Linked DNA regions of Mus musculus: all the other regions are linked to region 1. The links are chromatin contacts, called in public promoter capture Hi-C maps. All regions are on one chromosome and are shown on one strand. The core of a region is the stretch at or near the end of the contact, and the rest is flanking DNA. Distances in the headings are between cores, read along the strand shown. Region 1 holds the start of Nploc4 (NPL4 homolog, ubiquitin recognition factor). Region 2 holds the start of Baiap2 (brain-specific angiogenesis inhibitor 1-associated protein 2). Region 3 holds the start of Cenpx (centromere protein X).

The links. Promoter capture Hi-C pulls out the DNA fragments that hold promoters and counts their contacts. Capture Hi-C pulls out chosen DNA fragments and counts their contacts.
Region 2: a contact with region 1 is called in a promoter capture Hi-C map of adipose tissue. The contact joins the promoter of Baiap2 here to the promoter of Nploc4 in region 1. A contact is called at or near these places in 3 of 39 promoter capture datasets (liver and stem cell-derived epiblast-like cells) and 1 of 9 other capture datasets (adipose tissue).
Region 3: a promoter capture Hi-C map of erythroid cells shows a contact between it and region 1, with 5 times the contacts expected there. The contact joins the promoter of Cenpx here to the promoter of Nploc4 in region 1. A contact is called at or near these places in 3 of 39 promoter capture datasets (the C10 cell line, the SN4741 cell line and erythroid cells), 1 of 484 Hi-C or Micro-C datasets (embryonic stem cells), 2 of 115 datasets of contacts at active chromatin or transcription factors (large pre-B cells and pancreatic cancer cells) and 3 of 9 other capture datasets (adipose tissue, liver and pancreatic islet).

Annotation. Positions count from the first base shown.
Region 1 is chr11:120,436,046-120,439,802 of GRCm38.p6, reverse strand. Nploc4 (NPL4 homolog, ubiquitin recognition factor) reads left to right here and starts at 2,103. Exons shown (of 17, transcript NM_001195023.1): 1 at 2,103-2,304. The coding sequence starts at 2,290.
Region 2 is chr11:119,940,979-119,944,735 of GRCm38.p6, reverse strand. Baiap2 (brain-specific angiogenesis inhibitor 1-associated protein 2) reads right to left here and starts at 1,644. Exons shown (of 14, transcript NM_130862.4): 1 at 1,488-1,644. The coding sequence starts at 1,541. It overlaps Gm11767 (a long non-coding RNA gene), which reads left to right and starts at 1,642. Exons shown (of 5, transcript XR_001780400.2): 1 at 1,642-2,154.
Region 3 is chr11:120,711,898-120,715,654 of GRCm38.p6, reverse strand. Cenpx (centromere protein X) reads left to right here and starts at 1,888. Exons shown (of 5, transcript NM_016665.2): 1 at 1,888-1,962. The coding sequence starts at 1,936. It overlaps Lrrc45 (leucine rich repeat containing 45), which reads right to left and starts at 1,702. Exons shown (of 18, transcript NM_153545.2): 1 at 1,602-1,702; 2 at 1,127-1,382; 3 at 676-737; 4 at 435-505; 5 at 56-234. The coding sequence starts at 1,346.

The sequences.
Region 1 (3,757 bases), core at 854-3,353:
GGTAACCTCAAGTCATCTGGCTTGGTATGAACTTTGATTCACTTGGCCCCCTGACCATTCCATCATATGTGTGTGTATATGTGTGTGTATATGTGTGTGTGTGTATGTGTATGTGTTTAGTCTTCATGCCAGAAGGGGCCATTGGATCCCCTGGAACTGGAGTTACAGCAGGTTGTGAGCCACCTTGGTGATGCTGAGAGTGGAACCCAGGACCTCTGGAAGAGAAGTCAATGTTCTCAACAGTTGAGCCATCTCTCCAGCTCCTGATCATCTTTGTGTGTGTGTGTGTGTGTGTGTGTGTGTGTTTTTCTTTTTGAGACAGGGTTTCTCTGTGTAGCCCTGGCTGTCCTGGAACTCACTTTGTAGACCAGGCTGGCCTCGAACTCAGAAATCTGCCTGCCTCTGCCTCCTGAGTGCTGGGATTAAAGGCATGTGTGCCACCATGCCCGGCTTCTCCTGGTCATCTTATTTTAACGTCTATCTCACCCTCCACTTCTGTCCTTACTCTGGTCGTAAATTCATCGTTAACATCCACTTCATGTTACACACTTGCAAGCTGATCTTCCTGTGGGGTAACTGGTCCAAGGTGGGAGCCTATGTCCTCCTCTACCCCCAAATGTAAAGGCCGTGTCTCTCTCTCTCTCTCTCTCTCTCTCTCACACACACACACACACACACACACACACAAAGTTAGCATGCAGTAAATTTTGTTGATGGAATGAATAAGCCCAAATTAAATAACAGAGGTTACAGAACTGTGTGTTATCAGCACTGACATTGACAGTGATGGTTCGATGGACTTAAGAGGGGAGCCGGGTGTGGGGGTGTACACCTATAATCCCATCACCCAGGAAGCAGATAGGAAGATTTCAGACTTGAAACCAGCTTGGACTACATGAGACGAGGATAGAAATGGGCCTTGGATGTGCACAACTTTGTAGAGAGCTTTCCTAAGAAGCCTGGGTTTTACCGCAGTGTCCACAGAATTGGGTGTGATGACACACTCCTGTAACCCCAGCAAGAGGAGGCAGAGTCAGGTAGATCGAAAGTTCAAGGTCAGGGCTGGAGTGGTGCTTGGTGCTGTACCAGAGGATTTGGTTTTGGTTTCCAGTACCCACATGGTGGGTCTCAATCATCTGAAACTCTAGTTCCAAGGGATCCACTCCCTCTTCTGATGTTCTCAGGTATCAGGCACTTGTGGTGCAGCCAAATCCATGCAGGCAAAACATTTATACATATAAAATATATTAAAAACTTTAAAAAAAAGTTTAGTTGGGTGGTGGTGGTACAGAACCTTAATCCCAGCACTGGGGAGGCAGAGGTAGGTGGATCTCTGTTAGTTCAAGGCCAGCCTGGTTTACAGAGCTAGATCCAGGACAGCCAACACTATGTCTTAACAAGTTCTTTCAATAAAACATATTGTATAAATATACATTATATACAATATATAATGTACACAGTAAAATATATTATATCTAAAACAACAAATAAATAAAACAGTCTAAAACATAATCGGAGTTTAGTACACTCATAAATCGAACCATCGGAGGCAGGAAAGGGGGCCTGCCTTTCAATCCCAGCACTGAGGCAGGCCCAGCACTGTGAGTTCCAAGCCAACCTGGTCTACAGCCAAGGTTGTATTTAGTGAGACCCTGTCTTAAAAAAAAAAAAAAAAACAGAAGCCAAAAAAAAAAAAAAAAAAAAAAACCAACAAAAAAATCAAATAAAAATTCGGAGGCGTTTAGCCTCTTAAGAAATTTCAAAAGTCTTCTACTTCAAATCATATGCAGTTACAAAGTTCAGTACAAAGGGAGAAACTCCAGCTCATTGCTGGAAAATTGTGAAGACAGTACAAAACTTCCGTAACGGTTATATTTGAGCGAGATCTCGACGCTCGCCTTTTCTTGCAGCTTTTTTTCATTGCTCGAACTTTCAGGAATATGGCTCTCCTGTCACAGTCTTCTGAACCCAGGGTCCTGGGCCCAGCCTAGGGGAAGGGGGTGGGGGGCGAGGGGGCACGGACGAGGGACGCGCGGCACCACTTGGCGCATGCGCGCGGCCGTTGGCGGGGCCGGAACCTTGTTTCGCCTCTCTCTCCGCCTGGCGGAGTGTGTTGAGCGAAGCACCGGACATCGGCACTGGCGGAGCCGGGCGGCGAAGCTGGAGCGGCGGTGGCGGCGGCGGCGGGAGGCCGGGGCCGGGGCTGAGGCCGAGGCCGGGGCTGCGAGGCCCTTGGGGAGACAGGCGGCGGGAGCCCGGGGCCCGAGCCCGGAGACTGGAGCGGCCGCCATGGCCGAGAGCATCGTGAGTGCGGCGGCCGGGAGGGAGCGGGGCGCTGGGATGAGGCAGCAGATTTGCGGGTGTCCTGGGCGGGCCAGCGCCGGACGGTGCTCGGAGCCGGTGGCTCCTCCTCGCTCGCCCCGGGTTTGAGGAGGTACCTGCCCTGGCCGAGCCCGGAAAGGCTGGCGGGAAGGAGGCCGAGCGGTCGGAACGGAGCGGCCTTCTTCTTCCCCGCTGCTGCAGGTTGCTCTGAGGGACCTCGGCCTCCTCCCAGGCCCCGAAGCCCGGTACGTCCTTCTCTCCTCCTCCATCCCGACAGTGCCTCGTCACGATTTCACTCCGGAAGAGTCGACCGGAGAAGAAAAGGGCATCATTAGGGGAACCCTTTTCCCACAGAGGACGCGGCCATGGGGGCCAACCCAAAACAGGCGGGATTGGCTCCTCTTTGACACAGGCGACTTGACGACCACCTGTTTAAAAGGAGTGTCATAAAGAAGGCCGATTTCACTTTTAGCCTGACAGTAGAGACTGTCACCCCCAGCCCCATGAAATAAGTCAGTAAAAGGAGAGGAAAACCAGCCGTTTGTTAACCTGTGGGAGTTTCTCTCCAGAGCATATGTGGCAGGGGTTGGGAAGTGATAGGAGTAACAGACCCGTTCTGACAGAATAACTAGGGCCAACATGGAGGAATATTGGGGATTTCCATGGGATCGGAATCATGGTGGTTGCCTTAGGCCTGAAACAGCTCTTCAGTGGTTTCCTGCATTCGAGAACATCACATCTCTCTGGATTTCCAGGGAAGTATAGCTCTTGAGTTTTGTTTGTGTTTTGAGACAGTCTTACTACTTTGTCCCAGGCCATCCTTGACCTTGACATCCTCCCACCTCACTTATCTCACTGCAGACATTTATGGCAGGCTAAGAGTTAAGGCTTTTCTCTGAGGGCAGCTTCTCTTTCCTCACAGCTCCATTTAGGGGTCTTCTGTTCTCTGTATTTTCTATCCTGGATGCAGACGATGCAGAGAAACCTGAGAAAGAAAGGCTGACTTAGTTTTAAAACTTAAATTTACCATCACAGATGACTTGCCTAGAAATAGGTGAGGTATCAGTAGGTCAATCCGCTTTTTAAATTTCTATTTATTTAAATGCTCTTTACTGAGGTTAAGCAGTGTGTTCAGGTGTTCCAAAGGCTGACTTGGGCATCAGTGGGTCTTAAATCGACTTTCTCAGGTTGTAAGGAATTAATATACTCTTCAGAAGTTGATTTTAGGAGTTTTGCTTTTAAGACCTATGTATTTATTTTATGTGTATGGGCGCTTTACCTTCATCTATGTGTACCACAACTGGTTGTTAAGGAGGGCAGAGTAGGCTTTGGATCCTCAGGAACAGGCTGGGAGAGACTGTGTGGGTGCTGGGAATTGAACCAGTTCCCCTGGAAGAGCAAGCAGTGCTCTTTGTGCATAAGCCAGCTCACTAGC
Region 2 (3,757 bases), core at 395-2,894, 490 kb after region 1:
GACTGTGACCAGTATTTCTTTTCCCATTCCCCTGCAGTACAAAGCAAACTGTAATGGAACTAATGACTAATAATTTAATAAACCTCCCTCTCCCGACAGCATGTGCTTCCGCAGACCAACAAGAGGGGAACATATACCATGGAGTCTACAGATACTAAACATAAAGAACAAAAGGCTGTTCTCAATCTTGTTTGCCGGCAGCTTGAACATGGTTTTAGAGCTCCTTCAGCCCCTACACCCACCTTCAAGGTTCCTCCAGACCCATGTAACTACAACTCTAAAGCCTTTATTAAATGATGAATTAAAGTATAATCTGCCCCCGGGACTCCAGCTGAAACCTAAGCAGCCACCCTGGAGGCTTCCATCTGCTGTAGGCAACAGAGCAAGCACAGCTATGAGGGTTTCACAGGCCATTGCCTAGAAAGGCACAACCATGGTTGGTTCATACAATCAGAAACTGTTGCTCTCGAGCAGAGCACAATCCCATTTAGCCATGAACCAGCAACTCCATGTGAAAACCTAGTGGCTGGTGGAAAGCCTTTCACTCACCCTTAAGACAGTTTTGAAATAAAGCACAGCTTTGTAAAGAGGACTGCCATGCACAGGGCAGGGCAGGAATTTCTCTCTTGAAAAAAAAAATGTCACTGAGAACTGCAGCGGACCTGATGCCATCAGGGAGCCCCAGGCTGTGCTGTTGAGGGTAAGGGGCCAGGGCTGTGAGAACCCATGGTGAAGAAATAGGAAATGGCCCGTCCATCTGTACCCAAAGCATGGACATAACATGACACCAGGGGGCTTGCACAAGGCTCTGCAGTTCTTCCATGAGAAACTGTCATTTCACAGATTAGTATGTGAATGCGAGACTCTTAACACATATCAGAAGCAAAAGCAGGCGCGTCAGCCTCCTACACAATTAGTCTTCTCCCTCTGCGGTTACATAAGATGATGGATTATCTGTCCACCCATCCAACCTGTCCGAGCTCGACCTCCCACTTTGGGCCACGTCCATTAACACTCGTAAAGGAGTTGTGGAAAGGGAAAGCCTGTTGAAGAGAAAGTGCCCAGAGGCTGGCATAACAGCACCTAGAAGAGCCCCACGGTGCCACCGCGCCAAGCAAGCGCAGGGCGACCGCCCGCAGCAGCCTGCAACCTCCACGCCGCCCCCGCTCCTTGTTCCCCTCACTCTGGGATGCAGCGGACCAGGCCAGATCGCAGAGCAGCCCAGGCCCTGAACATCTCGGTCCCTCCGGACGCCAGGACAGACAGGCGTACTGAGGGAGCGCGCGGGGGCTGAGCGGCGCCGTCGGGGTGGGGGCGTCCACTCGTGCTCGGGGACGGCGCGGGCCGCGGCGGGCGTAAGGACCCTGGGCGGGCGCGGCCACCTGTGACCAACGGAAGATCGGTCCACCACACCCGCAGTCCGGGAGCCGGTGCCCTGCTCGGGCCTGAAGACCTAGGGGCGACTCGGAGCCGCGCTGGAAACTCACCTTGTAGACATTTTCCGTGAGCCGGTGCATCTCCTCCGAGCGTGAAAGCGACATGGTCCTGGGTCCCGGCTACACCACAGACCAGAGCAGGGGCACGGGTGGCGGTGAGGAAAGCGACAACTGCAGCAACAGGAAAAGGCGCGCAGACCAGGACCACAGAGCGCGGCGCCCGGCGGCCGCTGCTTTTATAGCCGCTGAAGGCCCCACCCCACAAAAACCCCGCCTCCGGGCCCCGCCCCCGCCGCGCCCGGATCACCGCCCCCGGCTGTCCGCCCCCGCCCAGCCTAGCCGCTGCTAGGCAACCGCCAGGCCCGCTCCTGCGCCGTCTTTTCTATTGGTAGATTTCGGAGGCGGGGGCGAAGGGCGGAGCTAGAGGAGGGACTCGGAGGCCGGCTCCGAGCGGCAATTGGTCGGCCGCTGGGAGGCGGAGGCGCGGCGCGCTGAGGCCCTGGAGCTGCCTGAGGGGGTCGGAGCGACAGCCGGGCTGGGGGCGGAAAGCGGGGGCGGGGTGGCGCAGGAAGAGCTAGCGCGGGGTGTGGGCGGTGCGGGTGGCACCGGCGCGAGCGCGCGTGGAGGCGGCACTCGGGAGGCAGCGATCCGAGCTGCAGGCCCTCAAGGGTCCCTCAGGAGTGCGCGACAGGGGCCGGTGGCTCCCGCGCTATTGCAGGTGAGTCGGCGAGGCGTGCGTCGACCCTGGACGGTCTTCCGGAAGGGAGGAAACCCGGAGCCGGAGTAGGTGGAGACGGAGGAAGGTGCTGAACTCTAGCGGGAGAACCCTGAGCCCTGGAGGCAGGATCGGGACAGGGTGGGCCCTGGGGCGGGTGCTTGTGGTGGACTGGTGCTGAACGGAGGGTGGCGGCCGACAGTTGGGTCTAGAATTCCGGGAAGAGGACCCAAGAGAGGAGCGAGGGAGACGTGGAGCGAGTTCCATGGGGTGGTTCGGAAGGGAATTGGGGCGGGGGCGGGAGTTGGGTGGATAGCTCCGGGGGAGGAGCCTCTCAGCACAGCTTGGAATTGCCCAGTAGCTGATGGTTTAAGGAAGGGTAAGGCTTGGCTGAGAAAACTGACCAGGTTGGCACACGGGGTTCCAACGCGGTTCCCTTTGAAGAAATATTTACATCAATTAGACGAACAGAGAGGAATTATTTGCTTTACATTGTAAAACACCAGAGCTGAATGTTTCCTTTTAATTAAACATAACACTCCAGCATCCATTTCCTGGACAGCTGGTTACACCACTCCAACAACCCAGAGGACACAAATCCAAGGCGCGGCTGTCAAGCCTCAGCAGGGGACTCAGACGGCCCCTATTCACTTTGCTACATGTGTAAGGAGAAGGAATTCAGCCCACTGTCCTCTGTTTCCTTGTCGTCTATGTACATCTCTGTGTACATCTCTGTGTATCTGTCTTTTCTTGGGTTCTTCTTGTGACAGAAAGCCAGCTTAAACTAACTGGCTGTCAAATAAGGACTTGTCAATTACTGTTCACTGCGACTGGTTGGTTACAGCTGCCCCTTCATCTCACTTTCTAGTCCATTTAGACCAGCATGGTATGGTGCCTACTCAAGCACACACTGATCCCCTCACTGATCAGAAAGCCAACAAGGAGCTGTGCACTGGGGTAGAAGCAACTCCTCCATGCTTGCCCCAGGCCAAGGCCATGGAGGAGAACTAGAGGTGGAGGCTGGCAGCAAACACTTGGGGTCTGTCTGAAAAAGGGCAGAGAAGCTCCCCCAAGAAAAGTTCCCATGGCTTGGACCACTCCCCCTTCCACAACATCCCAAGACTCTTTCCTGGGCCTGCCTACCCATAGTCACCCCATTTCTGTGCTACATGGGTGGCAGACTCAGGTCTGTCCATGTCCCAGGCAGGAGGCTGGCCAGCTGCAGCAGAAACCCACAGTGGGAAGAGGGTGTCAGGACAGTGTCTCAAACCTGCCTGCAGCTCAGAGCTCTGTGACAATGGCCGTCCTGACAGGACTTGCTGGGGTTGGAAGGGGACAGGAGAGAGGAGTTGTGTTCCCTCCAGCTCTTTATTGGGGCTGACCATAGCCCGAGTTCAGACTTCAGCACGGAAGCCTTTCTGACCCTGGAAGCAGCTCCTTTAATAGTAGGGGGCACCAATGGTCAGAGGTCAGGTTGCTGAGTGGGTGGGCACACCATAAGCAGCATGCTCACAGATCAGCAAGACTCTGGCTCCAAGTGGATTAGGGGGCCACTCTTTCCCTGACTCCTTTTCTTCCAAAGCCCGTTACAAACTTCATCATATTC
Region 3 (3,757 bases), core at 639-3,138, 280 kb before region 1:
ACAGCCCAATGGACCTAGGTCTCACGGGCGTACAGCAGAATTCAGGAGACCTCACCCAGCTGTTGGAGGGTGGTGTTGCCCTTCAGGGCCAGGGCCAGTTCCTCTGCTCCCTTGTGACTGATCTGGTTGTTTCGGAGGTCCAGCTGCCGCAGGGCACTATTGGCTGCCAGACCCCCACAGAAGGTGGCAAAGGCATCTTCCCACGTGCCAAGGTTGTTCCACTCCAGCGTGAGGCTACAGGAAGGGTGGACACGTGTTTTTGGCTCAGCAGAACACTCCTCCCATGGAGCCCAGGGCATGTGGAAGGCCAGGATTAACCAGGTTATTCACTACTCATGGGGGCAGAACCTTGGTAGGTAGTGGGAAGTGAGCTGGTTACAGGACCCTAGGCCACACAGGGAGGAAAACGTGAGGTGCAGGCGAGGCCTACCTACCTCTGAATAGACTTGTTCTGTCGAAGGAGCTTTCCCAGAGCCTCAGCTCCTGTAGCTCGGAGGTTGTTGCCCTACAAAAGGAACACCCTGGCCAGTCAGTTCTTGTTACCCTGGCTCTGGATACCACATTTGAACCACAGAGACTCCAGGTGGTGGGAGAGGCTAGGAGATAGCTCTAGGCAACGTTGTGGTGGCCAGATCCTAGTTTTCCTGACTTTAGCAGCATCCCAAGCCCGCTCACCTTTAGATCCAGATGCTGCACACTGGTGTTGGCACACAGCCCTTGGAACAGCAGTGTGGACCCTGTGTAAAGATAGTTGGAAGAGAGGGCTGTCACTGGAGCTGGCGCTGCTACTCAGTGACATCAGAGCTGCTACTCAGACAGTGGTACCACTGTTCTGGCTTGCCGTAAGGCCACGTCAGAAACAGTTTTTGAGCTTGCCAGACCTTATCTTTCTCAAGCCGGCATGGGGAACCGTGAAAGCTGGGAACATTAAGGCTTCTCTATTACAGTGACACTGACCTCTGTTCCCAGGTTTTGGAAAAGGTGCAGGAAGAGAGGAGAGAGCAGAGAGGCCTGGACACGCAAAGACTTTCCTGCTCACAGACACCCGCTCTGAGGCTAGCCCCGAGGAAAAGTGTTTGATTGAACCCAACTCTGACGTTTCAGGTGCGGAGGCCACTGGCTTCACCTTCTTCACTCAGCATGCAGTCGCTGAGGACAAGCTCCTTCAACAGCGTCTCCTTATGCAGCAGCTTGCCGAGGGCCCTGCAGGTCTCCACCGTCAGGCTCTGAGTAGTCAGGTCCAGTCCGCCCTTCGGAAGCTGGTGCAGTTGCTGCAGAACAGCCTCCTGGGGCTCAGCCCCACTCTCCTCGCAGAGGCGGTTGTAGGAGCGCCGGAACTCCTCCATGTCCCCGAATGCTGACGGAGCCTCGCAAGCATGCCCCTGGAGACAGGATACACATTAGCTTGCTAGGCCGAAGGCTGGGAGCCCCTTTCCCTAGGGCGTGTACGCGGAGATGAGCTGAGCTGGCCCTATATAAGGGGAGGCCTAGAAATGTGGAATAGAAAGGAGGTTGGAATGGCTCGAGGAAGGGGTTTGGAGATAGAGTTGGAGCGCAGCAGAACACTGGCCTAGAAGAGCAAGTATACGCGTTGCACATACCCTAGTCTGGCCCTGTGGCCCCCAGCCCGCCCTCGCGACGTAGCCTCGGGTCGCTGGTGTGGCAGGACGCGGTTCCTCGCGCCTCAGTATCCAGGAAGAGTGTGGTGCGCCGGGAAGGATAGGAACTACATCTCCCAGGAGGCATTGCGGAAGGCATGGCTATTGGTAGACCAATGAAAGTGAAAGGCGGGCTTGAGCTGGAACTCAAGTCCCGGCTTGGGGAACGCTTGGATGATTGGCTGCTGGGATTGGAGGCGGGACCTCAGGGTCGCGTTCCACGTTCATTGGTTGGGATGTGGGAGGGTTCCGGAGAGTGCACATCGAGACTGTGGCCATGGAGGGAAACAGTGGCTTCCGGAAGGTGAGGCCTCTGGAATAGTGGCAGGCACACTCGGGCGTTGCGGATCCCCGCGAGACAGTCGTGCATGCTCGAAGTCAGCCTTATCGATGTGTTACCGTGTCTTTGGTGGGGGCCTGGCAGCAGGGTGGGAGCAGCCCGCGCGCTCTGCGGCTGGACTGAGCGGGTCTGTAGATTAACAAGCTGGACGACCAGTGGCACATCCAGGCTGGCTACAAGGGGTCTTCTCGGGAGGGACCACAGGGCCTTTTTCCAACTCGGCCGATGGGAGTGCGCGAGGCACACTGATGCGAGCCTCCACTGCTCGGGCCGAGGCCATCTCTCAGTGACAGGTTTGGGAGGACTCGCCCACGTGCGGGAAACTTAAGCAGAGGCGCTCCATTCTACGATGAGTGGTGCCACCTGAGGGGTCGGCTCTTGGCATCAGGCCAGCGCGCGCCCTGTGCAGAGTTCAGCCTGGCCTCCGCACTCCGTTCAGTACTTGAGTAGAGTTTTGGGGGCTTTGACCGTGACCGGAGTTGTGATAGTTCACTGAACTATGGGGAGTGGGCTGTCTCAGGAAAGAGTGACAGGAAGGGAGGGGCTTACATTTCAGGCTGTGGCCTTCTGGCCAGGAACAGGAGTTTGAGGTGCCACGGGTTTACCCTAATCCTACCCTCCAGCAGTCACATCCACACTTCCATGAAACAGCCTGCGTAGCTGTAGTCCAGCCCTGGCTCTGACATGGGCTTCTGCCCAGGTGCTGTCTGTCAGTCTGCTGTTGGGGTTCGTGGGACTGGGGCCCTCTGGTAGCGAGCGGGGACGGGGGGGGGGGGACCAGCAGGTGGCGCTGCTCTCACGTAGTCGTTCATGGACCCTCCTGGCCCAACTAACAAGTTCACCTGTGCCTGTGTCCATTTCCACCCGTGCCCCTCTGCAGCGAGTGGGTATCAAGGCTTCTCTGTGGCTGACGCTCGTGAATCCAAACTCACCTTTCTTTGTAGGCCATCCACTTCGAGGGTCGTGGGTGCCTGTCGCTGCCTACCTTTTGCCTTTCCCTGGTCGTTCCCCATTCTGTTCTGGACTAGGCAAACTTGAGTGGTCTCGGCTTCACACACTGCACAGATGCTCGGGGGCTCCTCATGGCTCACCTTTGGTGCTCTCACGGGATTCCTAGGCCTCTGGATTCTCCCTCTCATCTCCACCTCACAAACTACCACCAACCTTTCAGTTCTCAAGCCATTCCAGATGCCTGGCCAATCTGCCGCCACCACCTGGTACTCATCATTACAGCTAGGTTTCTCCAGACCTAGTCTACAAGGGTCTTCCCCAAACTAGTGCTGTCTCTCCACTCACAACTAGAACCAACTTCCGACTTCTTGCCAAAGAAAGCTCAAGGGTTCTTGGTTATACGTCCACCCAGCCCTCCAGCCACAGCCCGGCTTAACATGCTGGGTGTCCTGTGTGTGTGTGGCAGTAGATCCAAGCCAGGACTGCCAAAGGGGCCAGCATTCCTCAAGGCTGCCCGCCACCGCCCCCTCCCCAATCTGCTGGCACATTAGCTCCCTGCAGTAAAGGTGCAGCACTGCCCCTCAGCTCCCAGAATTGGAGGTGACATCACTGGGGACCCCCACTACATCCTCCCCTCCAAGCATAGCTGGCTTCATCCTCTCAACATAGGAAATGGCCCCAGGATAGCAGTTTCCAGCTGGGAAGTCACAACCATGCTCCATTCAGAACTGATACTTGGGAGGGGGCGGAGGGGGGTGACAATGACAGACAGCCTTGTGAGGAATGGCACTGACTCTGCCCTCCTTCT